Linked DNA regions of Mus musculus: region 1 is linked to region 2. A link is a contact called in public promoter capture Hi-C data. All regions are on one chromosome and are shown on one strand. The core of a region is the stretch at or near the end of the contact, and the rest is flanking DNA. Distances in the headings are between cores, read along the strand shown.

What was found. Promoter capture Hi-C pulls out the DNA fragments that hold promoters and counts their contacts.
Region 1: a contact with region 2 is called in a promoter capture Hi-C map of hematopoietic stem and progenitor cells, with 3 times the contacts expected there. The contact joins the promoter of Tmem265 here to the promoter of Zfp747 in region 2. A contact is called at or near these places in 19 of 39 promoter capture datasets (3T3-L1-derived adipocytes, the C10 cell line, the HPC-7 cell line and 11 more), 2 of 15 datasets of contacts at CTCF or cohesin (large pre-B cells and pro-B cells), 2 of 484 Hi-C or Micro-C datasets (CD4 T cells and the HPC-7 cell line), 3 of 115 datasets of contacts at active chromatin or transcription factors (bone marrow-derived macrophages, embryonic basal ganglia and embryonic hindbrain) and 2 of 9 other capture datasets (adipose tissue and macrophages).

What each region holds. Positions count from the first base shown.
Region 1 is chr7:127,559,640-127,566,770 of GRCm38.p6, forward strand. Tmem265 (transmembrane protein 265) reads left to right here and starts at 1,584. Exons shown (of 3, transcript NM_001304267.1): 1 at 1,584-2,146; 2 at 3,483-3,653; 3 at 5,145-5,632. The coding sequence starts at 3,486. The coding sequence ends at 5,306. Srcap (Snf2-related CREBBP activator protein) reads left to right here. Exons shown (of 34, transcript NM_001304266.1): 34 at 1-1,580. The coding sequence ends at 1,130.
Region 2 is chr7:127,373,047-127,380,533 of GRCm38.p6, forward strand. Zfp747 (zinc finger protein 747) reads right to left here and starts at 3,004. Exons shown (of 3, transcript NM_175560.3): 1 at 2,597-3,004; 2 at 2,343-2,456; 3 at 1-1,652. The coding sequence starts at 2,780. The coding sequence ends at 682. It also overlaps a transcript of Zfp764 not described here.

The sequences.
Region 1 (7,131 bases), core at 334-2,833, 190 kb after region 2:
TCACTCCACCTGCTGTGAAACGTCGGAGGGGGAGGCCTCCCAAGAAGAACAGATCTCCAGCAGATGCTGGGAGAGGGGTAGATGAGGTACCTTCATCCATCTCTAAGGGGAAAACCAATGGGGTTGACCCAGTCCCCGGCCCTGAAACAGTAACTGTTGCAGAACCTGACCTCAGGCCCCAATTTGTTCCTGGGCCCCAGCCTCCTGGACCCCAACCAGTTCACAGACCAGAACCCACCATCCTATCGCCTGTGGAGAAAAGACGGCGTGGGCGTCCCCCTAAAGCAAGGGATTTGCCCATTCCTGGGACCATATCCTCTCCAGGAGGCGGCAATTTAGAGAGCCGAACACAGTCGCTCCCTTTCCCAGCACCCCTGACACCACTCCTAGCCTGTCCCACTGCTGTCACCAACACTGTCACTACTGTCACCATTTCAACATCCCCACCGAAGCGGAAGCGGGGCCGACCTCCCAAGAACCCACCATCACCAAGGCCCAGCCAGCACCCTGTCTTGGACCCCGACAGCTCTTCTATTCTTGAGAGTTGTGGACTGGGAGTGCAGCGCCAACCCCTGGGCCAGGCAGAAAGTGAAGGCAGTTCCTCTGATGAGGATGGAAGCCGTCCTCTCACCCGCCTGGCCCGTCTTCGGCTTGAAGCTGAAGGGATGCGGGGACGAAAGAGTGAAGGGTCCATGGTGATGGCCGTAATTCAGGATGACCTGGATTTAGCAGATAGTGGGCCAAGTGGGTTAGAACTGACACCACCTGTGGTCTCATTAACTCCCAAATTTCGCTCAACCCGCCTGCGTCCAGGGTCTCTAGTCCCCCCACTAGAAACTGAGAAAATGCCTCGAAAAAGGTCAGGGGCTCCAGTTGGGAGTTCTGGGATGGCAAAACGAGGCCGCTTGCAGCCCCCAAGTCCCCTGGGGCCTGAGGGTTCAGTAGAGGAGTCAGAGGTAGAAGCCTCAGGTGACGAGGAGGAAGGAGATGGAACCCCACGCCGTCGAACTGGTCCCCGCAGGCTCGTTGGGACCACCAACCAAGGGGACCAGCGTATCCTGCGTAGTAGTGCTCCTCCCCACCTATGTATCCCTACTATTAGTCACAGAGGTCGAAAGGCCAAGACGTGAATGGGCAGCCCCTTCACTTATGTATCCCACCATGGCCGCTTTCCCTTGCCCAGGCCTGACTCTGATAACCACTACTTGAAGTCTTTGAGGGAAAAAGCCTCCAGGGAGACATAGGGGGCTGTCTTCCTTTCCACCAAAGTAGGGGGTAGGTTACTGGTTGTCATGGAAATGGGGCTTGTCACAACCCCCTTTCTCTCCTATATGGCTGGGCAGTGTTAAGGGTGGCAAGATAGTTTCTGTCCCCACCCCCTTGTACTTGATTCCCCAGCTGTCTTTCACAGCCTCAAACCCTTAGGGTAAAGGGGGAGGGGCTTTTCAATGAGGTGGGGTGGGTTTGTTTTGTTTTTTTTTCTTTTTTTTTTTCTTTTTCTTTTTTTCTTTTTTTTTCTTTTTTTTTTTTTTTTAAGAAAAAAAAAAAAAAGCATAATAAACTTAGTTTCTGTACAAGCATCCGTGTAAGGAGGCTTCTGATTTTCTGGTCTGGTGGAGGGTTGGGTGGGAATTTGGACGTCATTTTTCACCTCCCTCTTACAATGACTCCATGACTGATCTCTAATGCAAGGTTACCCTTGAAGCAGAACTTAATCCCGCTCCCAGTCAAAAAAAAAAAAAAAAGAAAAAAAGAAAGATTGTCAAATCTGATCTGGTAGGCTATATAGAGTCTTTTAAACCACCCAGATAAACTCTTTTCTCTGAGTCTTGAACTTGCCCTCAGTTCTCCAACACCCGGGAGTCCCCTTCAGTCTCCTTACTCAGGTGCTTCCTTACACTCCTGTCTTCAGAAAGCAGGCATCCTCCATTTGCTCATGCCTTAGCCCTCCTCTGCTCGCCATCTAGCCAAACTGGTTTGAGCTGGCCATGCCCCTTCCCAGAGCCCTGGGCTCTTCACATGGTGGCTGGCCCTACAACTCTACCTTGGCTTGGCTTGGAGCCATGAGTCAGCTTCATCTCCACCCAAGCCAAATCAAACCCGAGGCAAGAGCCGAAACTCACAGTTCCTCAAAGCCTATGGCCAGGTAAGAATCTATGCTTATGTTTATAGTTTCTGACCATAACTCCCTGGGCCCTTTCTTAGGCTCTTTTCATTTACTGACAATTCATTTCTCACCTCAACTGCTGTTGCAGCTTGCCACATCTTTTTGCTCTCTCACATTCTGCATTTTTGTTTCTTGTGGCGGGGAACCACAGGTGGTTTCATGTGTCCAGGCTGTAGGATAATGATTAGACATGAGGGTGGAAAGATATTTTGATGTGCATAGAGGGCCTGAGTACTAGGAAGGCATTGTGCAGGTTTCTGTGGGCAAAGTCATTTGAACTCTGCTAATCTGATTGGGTTGTATGGTCTGGGATAAAGTAGAGGTGACAAGCATAGAAAAGGAGGTGTCATATTCAGGGGTTTTGTTTTGAGACAGGATCTCATGTATCCTCAGACTCAGCAATGCTGGCCTTGAATTTAGATCTTTCTGCTTCTGTACCGAATTGGTATTATCGATGTCTGCCTCCACTCCTTGGTTAGGTGGGATTTTTTTATTGTTACTTTTATTTTGTTTTGTTTTTATAAACATCAAAAAGAACTTAACCATATGAATCTTGCCTTTCTTTTATCCTCCAAACTATTCATGCCCAGGGTTTGGTGGTACACGCCTTTAATCCCAGCACTCAGGAGGCAGGGGCAGATAGATCTCAGTGATTCTAGGCCAGCCTGGTCTACAGAGTGAGTTTTAGGACAGCCAAGGCTACACAGAGAAACTATCATAAGTAAGCCAAGCAAAGCCAGAGCCAGGCAGTCTCTGAATTTGAGGACAGCCTTGTCTATATACTGAGTTCCTGGCAAGCCAGGGAGGGGCTACATAACGAAATCCTGTGTCAAAACAAAGCCAAAAAAAGTTACCTAGTAATAAGGTTTTAAGATGATATCTCTCAGCCGGGCATGGTGGCGCACGCCTTTAATCCCACCAGTTGTGAGGCAGAAACAGATTTCTGAGTTCAAGCCCAGCCTGGTCTACAGAGTGAGTTCCAGGATAGCCAGGGCTCGAAAAGATTTAAAAAAAAAAAAATTCTATCTCCTGTTTCTGGTAGCCAGGTCAGCTTCATTGTCTATATTTATTGAAGAATAAGTACATTCACACATGCTTGCCCTTCAAAAGATTCAGAATCTTCAGCTATGGAAAGGATCCCGACCACGTAGTTAGTCTTCTCACCTGAGTCACTGGAGGAATTTCCCAGTAAGACAGCATTCCTGAGTGTAGGGTTAGGACACTAGACAGCATGCTTTGAGAAGGGTGGAGTCACCATGCCCGAGCAAGAGCTCATTTGTTGGGCTTAAAAGTGCCTTGACTATATCATCCACAGGTGATGGAGGACAAGGAGAAGGCAGCGGAGAGCTTGGTGAGCAACATGGAAGCTGCTCATTCTCCATCCCCTATCCACTGCCGCTGGCTCCGCCTCCAATATTTGGCGGCTACTAGCATTATCTGTGGCTGTTCTTGCCTGGGGATCATGGCTCTTGTGTTTGCCATCAAGGTGAGGAATAAAATTCCTATGGGACTGGGAGGGTATAATGAAATGACTGTATCTGATCTGTCTACAGTTACGGTTACTACATATCTTTTGATGCTTAGCTCTGAGCTTAGTGACAGAGTAAGAATACTTTCTAAGGACTCGTGTCTTACGAAAACGAAAGTTGTAAAAATGGATAATTAGTAGAATTCAGTTCATTAATACTGTAGTACAGGAGAAGTGTGAGTGTATTGAGGATGGAAGAACAATTCAAATAAAGGCAGGAATATTTGAGATTTGACATCAAAGGATCCAGATCCTGAAGGCCTCCGATTCTGAACTTAGGAATTTTAACTTTATCTTGAATAGTAGAAAGCAATTTAAATTTTTTTCAGAGGAGTGACATGGCCAGATTTGTGTTTCAGAAAGATCTACTCTCAAACCCCCCATTGAGGCTGAATCACAAGGGGCAGGACTACAGGCAGACAGTTTAGTCGTGATGAGAAGGATCTCCATCGTGTGCAATGAGTAGAGCAGTTGTTAGAGAACAGTCTGCACCCCTCCTGCTTTTTGTTGTAATTGGGATAGGGGTGGCATTACTAGGAATTGAGTCCAGAGTCCTGCTTATGAAAAGTGATAATTCCAGCATACACATATACCTAGTGAAAGGCTATTCAAACTAATTTAAACATTCTAGAATTTTCTCACTACCTCACAGTCAGAAACATTTTGTCATCATAAGAATTTCTTTTTTTTTTTTTTTGAGATTTATTTATTTAATGTATATAAGTACACTGTAGCTGTATTGATGATTGTAAGCCATCATGTGGTTGCTGGGAATTTGAATTCAGGACCTCTTCTCGCTCAGGTCGGGCCCCGCTCTCTCCGGCTTAAAGATTTAATTATTATATCTTTACACTGTAGCTGTCTTAAGACGCACCAGAAGAGGGCGTCAGATCTCACTATGGAAGGTTGTGAGCCATTGTGTGATTGCTGGTATTTGAACTGAGGACTTTCAGAAGAGCAGTCAGTGCTCTTAACTGCTGAGCCATCTCTCCAGACCCATCATAAGAATTTCAGTGGGGCAAAAACCATAAAAGCAGTCCTTCATGATAAAAATGGTGGTGCCTTTTGGACCATGAGAGAGAGAATGAATGTGGGACAAATAGAAAAGAATGGAAATAGAAGGATTGCAAAGTATTTTCCAGTCCAGAAATGTAGTTCAGCAGAGTACTTGGTTAGTATGCACAGGCCCTTGGGTTCCATCCCAAACCACAAAACAAACCAAAGTTATTTAAGATACAGTCTTTGTGAGCTAACTGTGGCCAGTTGAAAAGTAAGGCAGAACTAAAATGAATACTTTGTATTGCAGATGAGCCAAGAAAGACCAGAAAAGGTTGTAAAGTGTTTATGTGTGCAATTATGAGCTATGATGGATCAAGAAGTGAAATGGGGCAGTGGGTACTTTGGGACAGAAGCAGGGGGAGAATCTAACCAAGAACCTGCCCCCAACAGGCAGAAGAGCGGCATAAGGCAGGCCAGTCGGAGGAGGCCATATGCTTGAGGGCACGGGCCCGGAGACTCATTCTGGCCAGTTTTGCTGTCTGGCTTGCTGTCCTTTTTCTGGGCCCCCTGCTGCTGTGGCTGCTCTCCTACACCATTGCTCAGGCTGAATAACCCTGGGTGGCCTTTGCTGAGAGTCAGTCAAGACCTGGATCCAATCCAACATTTCGGCAGTGCTCAGTTCTGGTGACAGGAGTGGTTCGTGGTTCTTCCTGTCTGGAAGAATGTTGCCTTTGGAATGGAGCCATTGGAAGAGCTCAACTAGGCTATTCAAAGCACCTGAGACTTCAAGGGGAGGTCAGCCTATGTTCTTTCATTATTCTTTGCTTTCTCTCCCTTGCCCTTCCATCCTAGGAGCCTCCATTAAGAGAAAGGGATGAAAACCAGGCTTGATTTTATTAGAATTTGTTTTGTAATAAAAGTCTTTTTTGATGGTGAAATATTGTCTAATTGCTCTTTTTACTGATTTTTCCCTTGGGCCTTTGGTGAAGGCAAGAGAAGACATCTAAATGATGACTTAGCCTGCATCTGGCCTTTTAATTCTATCTCATTGCTCCAAAAGAAGGAAAGGTTTGGGGTTTTTTTTGTGTTTTTGTTGTTGTTGGGTTTTTTGTTGTGTTTTTTTTTTTTTTTTTTTTTTTTTTTTTACATTTTTTAGAAATTTTCCTTGGAAAAAAAAATCGAGCTTCTTATCAGAACCTAAAGACATGAACCTAAAAAGACAGACTAAAAGAATAGTAGTAGTAGCTAGCACACCGCTCACTGAGTAATTACTGCTAGGCTGTGCTCCAGGCATTGTTTCTTTCTTCTGAGACCTCACAATAGTTGGTGCCATTTTTCTTTATAGTTGAGGAAATGGGTATATATGTGTCCTAGGCCCTAATGCTAGAAAATAGAAAAGATATGATTGAATTCAGACAGTTTGGTTCCAGAGGGATGAAAAGATTGTTTTATAGGAACTACCACCCTACATATTGACAGTTTTAAATATATTTTATATTCTTCATCTTAAAACTCCTGATATTTTAGATTTTTAGGTATGGAATATGAGCCTGGTTTTGTTTTATTGAGTCAGGTTGTCTGTCCCTCAGACTTGCTGTGCAAGTGCTGAGATTACTGGTGTATACCACCATGCTTTTTTTGTTTTTGTTTTCTGAAATGACAAGGCCTCACCATATAGCCCATACTAGCCTCAATCCTGATTCTCCTGCTTCTGTTCCTGAGTGCTAGAATTACAGATGTGCACTGCCACACTCTGCTTAAACAGGTTTTTAAGTTTTAAAATATACTCCATAAGCAGGTTCCCAAACAAATATAAAGTTTAAATTAACACCTAGCCAATACCTGAAAGCTACTACTCAAATTGACTGCTGTCAGTACTGTTTCCTTAATAGACTCTAATCATTCCTTACCACAAGTAACTACGATTCTGACTTCTCACAATGTAACTTGATTTTGCTTGTATCTGCTTTATAGAAATGTAGTCAACCAACTAAGGAGTAAATAAATGTTAAGAATTGGGATACATGAGGGCTGGAGAGACATGCAACAGTTAAAAGCACTAGCTCTTGCAGAAGACCTGAGTTTCCCCTTACCTACATGATGGTTCACACCTCCATAATGGCAGTTCCAGGGGTTTCCAGTGCCTTCTGATCTCTACAGGTATCAAGCATGCATGTACTGCACATACAGGCAGGCAAAACATTCATACATAAATGATTGATTTATTTATTTTATGTATATGAGCACTCTGCTGCATGTATACCTGCATTGCCAGAAGAGAGCATCAGATCCCTTTATATATAGAATGTCATGAGACACCATGTGGGTATTGGGAATTTGAACTCAGGACCTCTGGCAGAGCAGCAAGTGCTCTTTAACTGCTGAGCCTTCTCTCCAGCCCAGCAAATCTTAATGGAATACAAGAGCATCTTCTTCA
Region 2 (7,487 bases), core at 1,754-4,253:
AAATTCCTGGTCTTCCTGTCTCTACCTCCCCAGTGGGGGAATCACAGGCAGGAACCACCACACCAGGCTCTTGACCAGTAACTCAATCCCGGAGAATGCAGCTGGCTCAACCCACACAGAGCCATCAACTTTAGCCTCTGCATTAAAGACACAATGACTTCAACGAGGCTCTCTTCATCCTCAGGCTTCTCAATACTTCTGAGCCAGGAAAAGGCCCTCGCTTCTCATGGAGCTCTAGTGGGGTTGCCCAGCCCAGCCCAGCCCAATAGACGCCAAGACGACAGTACATCCGGAGTGTGTGCAGATGCATCTGGAAACCTCCTAGAAGACTGTACCCGGTGCCCAGACCAGCAGTACCTAGAACGTCTGTGACTTCAGGAAGATGCCATAGGTTCAATCCTCTGGGCCTCAAACAATGTACATATTTCACCCTCTATGTTGGCGCCTTTAAGACCATCACCCGCACTTTTGGAATAACTCTGGGTAATGCTAGAAGCCCACAGGTGGATCCGGGTCCTCTTGTCTAGGGTCCAGGGATATAGATAACTGACTGGCTTTTTTGTCCTTATGGCCTTTAATCCTGGTCTAAGGACCCACTGGTAGCTTGTCATAGCTGACTTTGTGCGAAACTGCCTGCCACATTGAGGGCAGGGGTAAGGACGCTCGCCAGTGTGGGTCCTCCTATGGGCTGGAATTTCGGTGCCCTGGCGAAAGCAGCGACCAGTCAGGGCATGAATAAGGCTTCTCACCTGTATGGATGCGCATGTGGCGCCGAAGATATTTGGAATCCGCAAAGGCACTGCCACAGTGAGTGCAAGAAAAGGGGGTCACACCGCTGTGTACCACTCGCTGGTGCTCATGGAGCCTAGAGCGCTGGCTGAAGCAGCGTCCACAATCAGCACAACAGTAAGGCTTCTCCCCAGTGTGGACACGGAGATGGCTGGTGAGTGAAGAGCGCTGTGTAAAAGTCTTGCCACAGTGAGAGCAGCGATGAGGCCGCTCCTCGAGGTGTATGGCCCGGTGCCTGCTCAGGGAAGATGGCCGACCAAAGGACTTGCAGCAATCAGGGCAATTGAATGACTTTTCGCCTGTGTGAGAGTACATGTGCTCCACCAATGCGCACCGCTGGGTAAAACCCTTCCCACAGTCAGGACACTGGTGTGGCCGTTCCCCTCGGTGTATGGCTCGGTGCATGCTCAGGGAGGAATACCTGCCGAAGCATTTGTTGCAGTCTGGGCACTGAAACGGCTTTTCACCTGTGTGAGAGTACATGTGTGCCACCAAAGTGCACCGCTGGGTAAAACCCTTCCCACAGTCAGGACATTGGTGCGGCCGTTCCCCTCGGTGTATGGCTCGGTGAGTGCTCAGGGAAGAATACCGGCCAAATCGTTTGTTGCAGTCTGGGCACTGAAACGGCTTTTCACCTGTGTGAGTGTACATGTGTGCCTCCAACGTGGACCGCCGGGCAAAACTCTTCCCACACAAATGGCACCCGTGACGCTTGTCTGCCCTTAGGACCGTGGCTTGAATTCCACTAGCGGAGACAGCAAATGAGAGTTGTGGCTCCTTCTGCCCAGGTTCTGGAGAAAATGTCTTCTGCATTGCTTCAGTCTCTTCTCTTGGTCTCTTCCTTTCCTTCTCGTGCCTGCAATCTGCTGGGAGACCATGAAAAAAGCTCAGACTCTGACTTCTACTGCCCCTTAATTTCCACAGCCCCACAAGGGGACAGACTGGACACAGGAGTGGAGATGTCACAGCATCTGAGCATGTGCAGTGTGCAGATGTCCAAATGCAGCATAAAGAAAGGGGTCTGGGCCTCGGCTTGGTGGCGCACACCTTTAATCCCAGCACTTGGGAGGCAGAGGCAGGCAGATTTCTGAGTTCGAGGCCAGCCTGGTCTACAGAGTGAGTTCCAGGACAGCCAGGGCTACACAGAGAAACCCTCTAAAAAAATAAAAAATAAAAAATAAAGGAAAAGAATTGAAAAGAAAAGAAAGGTGTCTGTGTGGTCCCAATTCCCAAGTGCAGTAAGCTAAGCACTTCTCAGAGGTGGAAAGCAAGAGCTAAAGGAGACTCCAGAAGGCAGCCACAGTGATGGCAGCAGAGGAGTGGGAACGAGGGGCTACAACCCGTACAGCCTAGTGGCCCTGTATATACGAGGTGAGAGCACTGGACAGAACAATCACAGCCCCTTTCTAGATGAATCCAGGGGCCAGCCATCATGGCTTTGGCCAAGAAACAAAAACAGGGAAGAAACTGCCAGGCAGTAAGTGCAGTCACTAGAAGACACCACACAGGCTGGCAACACAGAAGTTTCCCCAGGCAAGTACCCAGTCCTTCACCTGAGTGGACTTCTGTCCTGCACATGGCCACCTCTGGATCCTGGGCACCGGGTCCCCACACTTCGGACTCTTCCTCCACCCAGCTGATGAGCGCTGGTTTGGCGCATCCGACGTCTGTAGGGAAAGATAGCAAACCCACTAGTCAGGAGGACGACCCAGTTGGTTCCGACCGCCCGTGCCCAGGTCTCTCTGCTGCCACGCAGGACCCACGGTGTCACAGGCATCGCGACCACGGCGGCCAGGAAGGTTCTCACCGAGATAGGTCAGGAGACCGTAGGTCTCGCGCATCACCTCTCGGTACAGGGCTCTCTGCGCCGGCCGCAGATACCTCCACTCCTCCGGGGAGAAGTACACGGCCACGTCCGCGAAGCTCACAGTCCCAGGTTTACAGAACACAGGCGGTACCGAGGCCCTTCCCGGGGCCATCACCTGCGCCATGTAGACTCCCCGCACAGTCCCTGGGTCAGCCCCGCACTCCTGGGATTGCCTGCCCAGTCCAACGTGTCCGTTTTCGGGTACCAGGGCTGAAAAAGGACAGGAACCAGGTCCGTGTGCACCTTAACGTAGGGAAAAAGTGAAAACTGATAGGAGCACAGCGGAGATTTCCGGAAGACCGAGTAAAAATGTGGACTTGGGCGCGGCGTCTCAAAACTACGCTCCCTAGCGGTCCTGCCCAGGGTTGTATCACGTGACTTCCTGCACCAATGACATCAAGCCCTCAACCAAAATGGCCACAGAGTCTACAAGTGCCAGTCTGAGAACAAGTCCCAGGCTGGCAGGCCAACATGACACACCCTGCCTGTGAGCACCACAAACAGGGAGGGTTTTATGGTCTCAGGAGAACCACACCCCTCTCACAGTCAGCTAGGTGGAAGCGGCCTGTGAATAGATGTTTAGTATTTTATTTGTGGTCAGTGTTCATCTTGGAGCTAGAAGCAAGCCTGTGGAGGGAGGGCTGTTAATAAGCTTTTTTTTTTTTTTTTTAAATTAATTTCAACGAGTACTGTAGCTGTCTTCAGACACACCAGGAGATGGTTGTGAGGCATCAAGTGGTTGCTGGGATTTGAACTCAGAACCTTTAGGATGAGCAGTCTGTGCTCTTAGCTGCTGAGCCATCTCTCCAGCCCTGTTAATGAGCTATCAAATGAAGCAGGCCTCCAATTGGGGTGGTTCCACCAGCTTGGTCTACAAATCTCAAACTAGTTGAGGAATACTGACTGCTCCTGATACAGATCAGAGATCACAGAGCTGATCTTTGATCAGCCAGGACACCTGGGACATTCCAGACCATCTAATCTTCTAAAAGGTTAGATGTACACCTGCCCAACTGGATTTCTCTGCCTCACTCATAGGAGGGAGTTAAGATATCTGGGCCATTTGTGAGAGTCCCGGGAGGAATGAGGTCCAACTCACAGTAAGGATTTAAGTCTGACTCATTGTTATTTTAATATAAAAATACCTACTTACAAAAGGGATATTATCCTATTTGTCATCATTCAGAGCTGTTTGTACTTTATAAAAAAAGACAAAGAAACCAGGGATATGTTGGTGGAGGCACAGTGTGGGGTAGGTGAATGGGGTACCTCTGTGAGCTCATGCTCAGGCATCCATTCCTCCAGAGGGACCAGCTCACAATGGTACAGTATAGAATAGAGTTCATTTAAGGCATGGGGAGGAGAGTTGACTGCTTAATAGAGACAGAGGCAGGGAGACAGAGAGAGAGGGAGAGAAGGGGGAAGGATAGAGGGATTGAGAGAGAAAGAGAGAGAGACAGAGAAAGAGAGGGAGTAGAACACATATAGAGGGGGGAGGGGAATGGGGAGAGAAGGGACAGAGCAGAAGAGGGTTAGAGAGCAAGAGAGCAAAAGGAGGGAGCAAGCAGACCCTTTTATAATGAGTCATGGCTGTTGGCAGGAAACGAGGGCAGAGCCTAGAAGAAATGTTAACATTCCCCCATTTTGGTTTAATTAAAAAAAGGGAAATTTTCAAAGTGGTGATGGTGAAGCAGGAGTAGGGTTGTCATGATGTCTGACTATCATGATGTCTGACTACTTCCTGCTGACTTTGGGGTGACATGTGTCTGGGAACCCTAAGAAAATGGGTATGGGGAAGTCGGTCCAGTCTTAGCAGAGTTGGCTGTTTCCTTGCTGTCCAGGGTCTGTGGAACCATCTATGGAGAGAGAGGATGGAGCAGGTCCAATAGGTGCATCTGTGCCTGTGAAAGAAGATGGGAGCACCGGTGGGTTGCTTCTCTGGAGCTGTCCTGGATGTAGTAAATGGCTGGACTTGACAAGATGCTGAAACACACAGACACACACACAACAGGTAGAGATGAAAGTTAAATAAATTTGGCAGAGAAACATCTTTTCTTAGGAAATTTCTTGAGGAAATGCCTCCATGAGATCCAGCATAATAAGACATAATTGACAATAATATTTCTCAATTATTGATCAAGGTGGAAGTGCCCATTGTGGGCGGTGGCATCCCTGGGCTGATAGATCTGGGTTCTGTAAGAAAGCAAGCTGAGCAAGCCAGTAAGCAGCACCCCTCCAAGGCTTCTATATCAGCTCCTGCCTCCAAGTTCCTTCCCTGTGTGAGCTCCTGTCCTGATTCCCTTTGGTGATGAACAGCAGTTTAGAAGTATAAGCTGAATCAACCTTTCCTCACCCACTTGCTTCTTGGGCATGATGTGTTGTGCAGGAATAGAAACCCTGACTAAGACAGGTAGCAAATGAGGACATAGGCCATTGATTGGCAGGTGTACTTATCTGGATGGTGTCTACTTGGTCCAGGAGAGGTAGATCTGATTGGGTTTCCTGTAGCTTATGAGTTTATAAAAGAGATAGAATTGATAACAACATGAACAGTCTTTAAGATGAAGTTGGAAAAAGCAAAAGCTTTCCTGGAGCAGAAGGAACAAGAAGGGATTTTTCCTTCTATCTAGGAGAATGAATATATTACATTTAAAAGACTACGGAAATGTAAAACCTTGACCTTGGGAATATAGTTGATAATATAGTTATGAAAGAGAAACTGCTTAAGTCCATAGTTAAAAGACAACCAAAGGAACCTGTGTTAGAGCACGATGTCTGATAGTGTAGATTCCGCAGCAGAAACCTGCTATCTTCAAAGGCAATCAATGAAACTTAGACTTTGAACCCGTGATTATACAGTTGGGTCATAGAGGAATGTTCTGTAGAGTTAGGCTAATTTATGAGAACTATACCAATTAATGTTAGCACAGTGGCATAGCAAGGAGAAGAAATGGGACACATTTAGTCACTGGAAACTGAGTTTAGATAGGGAAGTATTCTTATCTCTGTAACCTTTCTTTCTTCCTTATCTAGTTATGGGGCTAAAACGGTGGAAGAAAAGGGAAGAAAGAAAAACCCACAAAGTATCCAAATTCTAAAATTCCCGTTCTAAATTCCAGTTCTAAAATTCCCAACATGGATCCAGGCTGAATGGGGATTTGATTCCCAATGCTGTGGAGAAACTGGTGCAGGACAAAGGAATGGATATTTTTGTTTCCACGTTCCAGCAAAAACTTTATTGGGACTGCCAGGACTGGATTATCCCCAGATTTGCTCCCAGAGAAGATTTTCTGCTTTTTCTTTTTCTTCTTCATATATTCTGTTTGGAAAAAGTTTGAGGGAATGGATTTACAACAGGAAAAACTGTGGGTGGGAATGGAGGGGTTAAGAAACACAAAATGGCTGAAATCGGAAAGCAAAAGGGCCCACTCTGCACTTTATTTCTGAAAGCTGATAGCTAGCTTTCTAACTAGAAAAATTGAGGGTGGAAATGAAAGCCCTTGGGAGTCAAGGAGCGCCAGAAAACAAATCACAAAAGGGCTCCATTCTAGTCATGGAGCCAGAGAGCAGGAGTCTTTCCCAGGAAGAAGGAGGGATAGAAATGGTGCTGGAGGGCAGAGGTCAGAGAAAAGCTTAACAGGGCAGAGGACCATCAAAGCCAACATCCCACTTTAATCAAAGGTTTTTGGTTTTGGTTTTTTAAAATATCTATTCTATGTATATAAAATACACTGTGCACTGTAGCTGTGTTCAGACACACCAGTAGAGGGGGCATCAGATCCCCATTGCAGATAGTTGTGAGCCACCATGTGGTTGCTGGGAATTGAACTCAGGACCTCTTGAAGAGCAGGCAGTGCTCTTAAGCACTGAGCCATCTCTCCTGTCCTGAATATAGTTTTAATCCCCAACCAACTGCACCACCAGAGTGGGAGGAGGGGTGACCCAGGGTTATGAGATCGCTATCAGCTCCCCCAGTTTCATACAGCATATACCTTCTAATGTGTGGAACAAGGCTATGGTGAACAGGATGTCGCCCTATAAATGATTGATCTTAGACAGTTTAAAGAGGCCACTGTTTTTATATGGGATGCATACGCCTTAGGTAAATTCTAAATTACTAGGCTACCCAAATATTCCCCGAGCTTGTTAGGGATTGGTGGCAGCTGCACTAGGGTCCACCCACTGTTGCAATGGTTAACATGGTGGAAGGAAGGACATGTGAGTATTGAACAGTGAAACAAAGCACAGAGAATGAATATGGGGAAAGACCAGTTACTAGTTGAAGGCAGTACTTTAAGATACAAAACAGATCAAACGTAATGGTGCTGCCGTAGAACACTGCCGCTTAGCAGCTTGAAGAACTCGGGATAAAGCTGAACCTGAGAAAAGGTCCACCTTGTTTACAAAGCGTATCCAAGGCTCTGCAGAAGCCTTCACTGATTTGAGATTTGATTTTTCTTTCAAAGATGAGTCTCAGCTGTGAGCAAAGCCCTGCCAGACCCTGAATTGAGGCAGGCATCGATAGAGACCTTAAAATTTGAAAATTCAAATGCCAAATGTTAAGAAAACAAAACAAAACATTAAAGGTGCGGGCAGCAGCTATGGATGAGTGGATAAGGGGAATAACCAATATTAGTTCTAAGGTGCAGTATGCTAATATCAAAGGTCAAGGTGTAACTAGGGGTCTCCAATATCAAACTGCCCAGTGTGTCAATTGCAGGGAATGCAGTCATTTGCAAAGACACTATGACCAAGCCACTAAAGGTCTCAGATCTCAAAATGCTTGGCACTTTCACTGTGGGAAATATGTTCATTTGCAACAAAAGTGTGA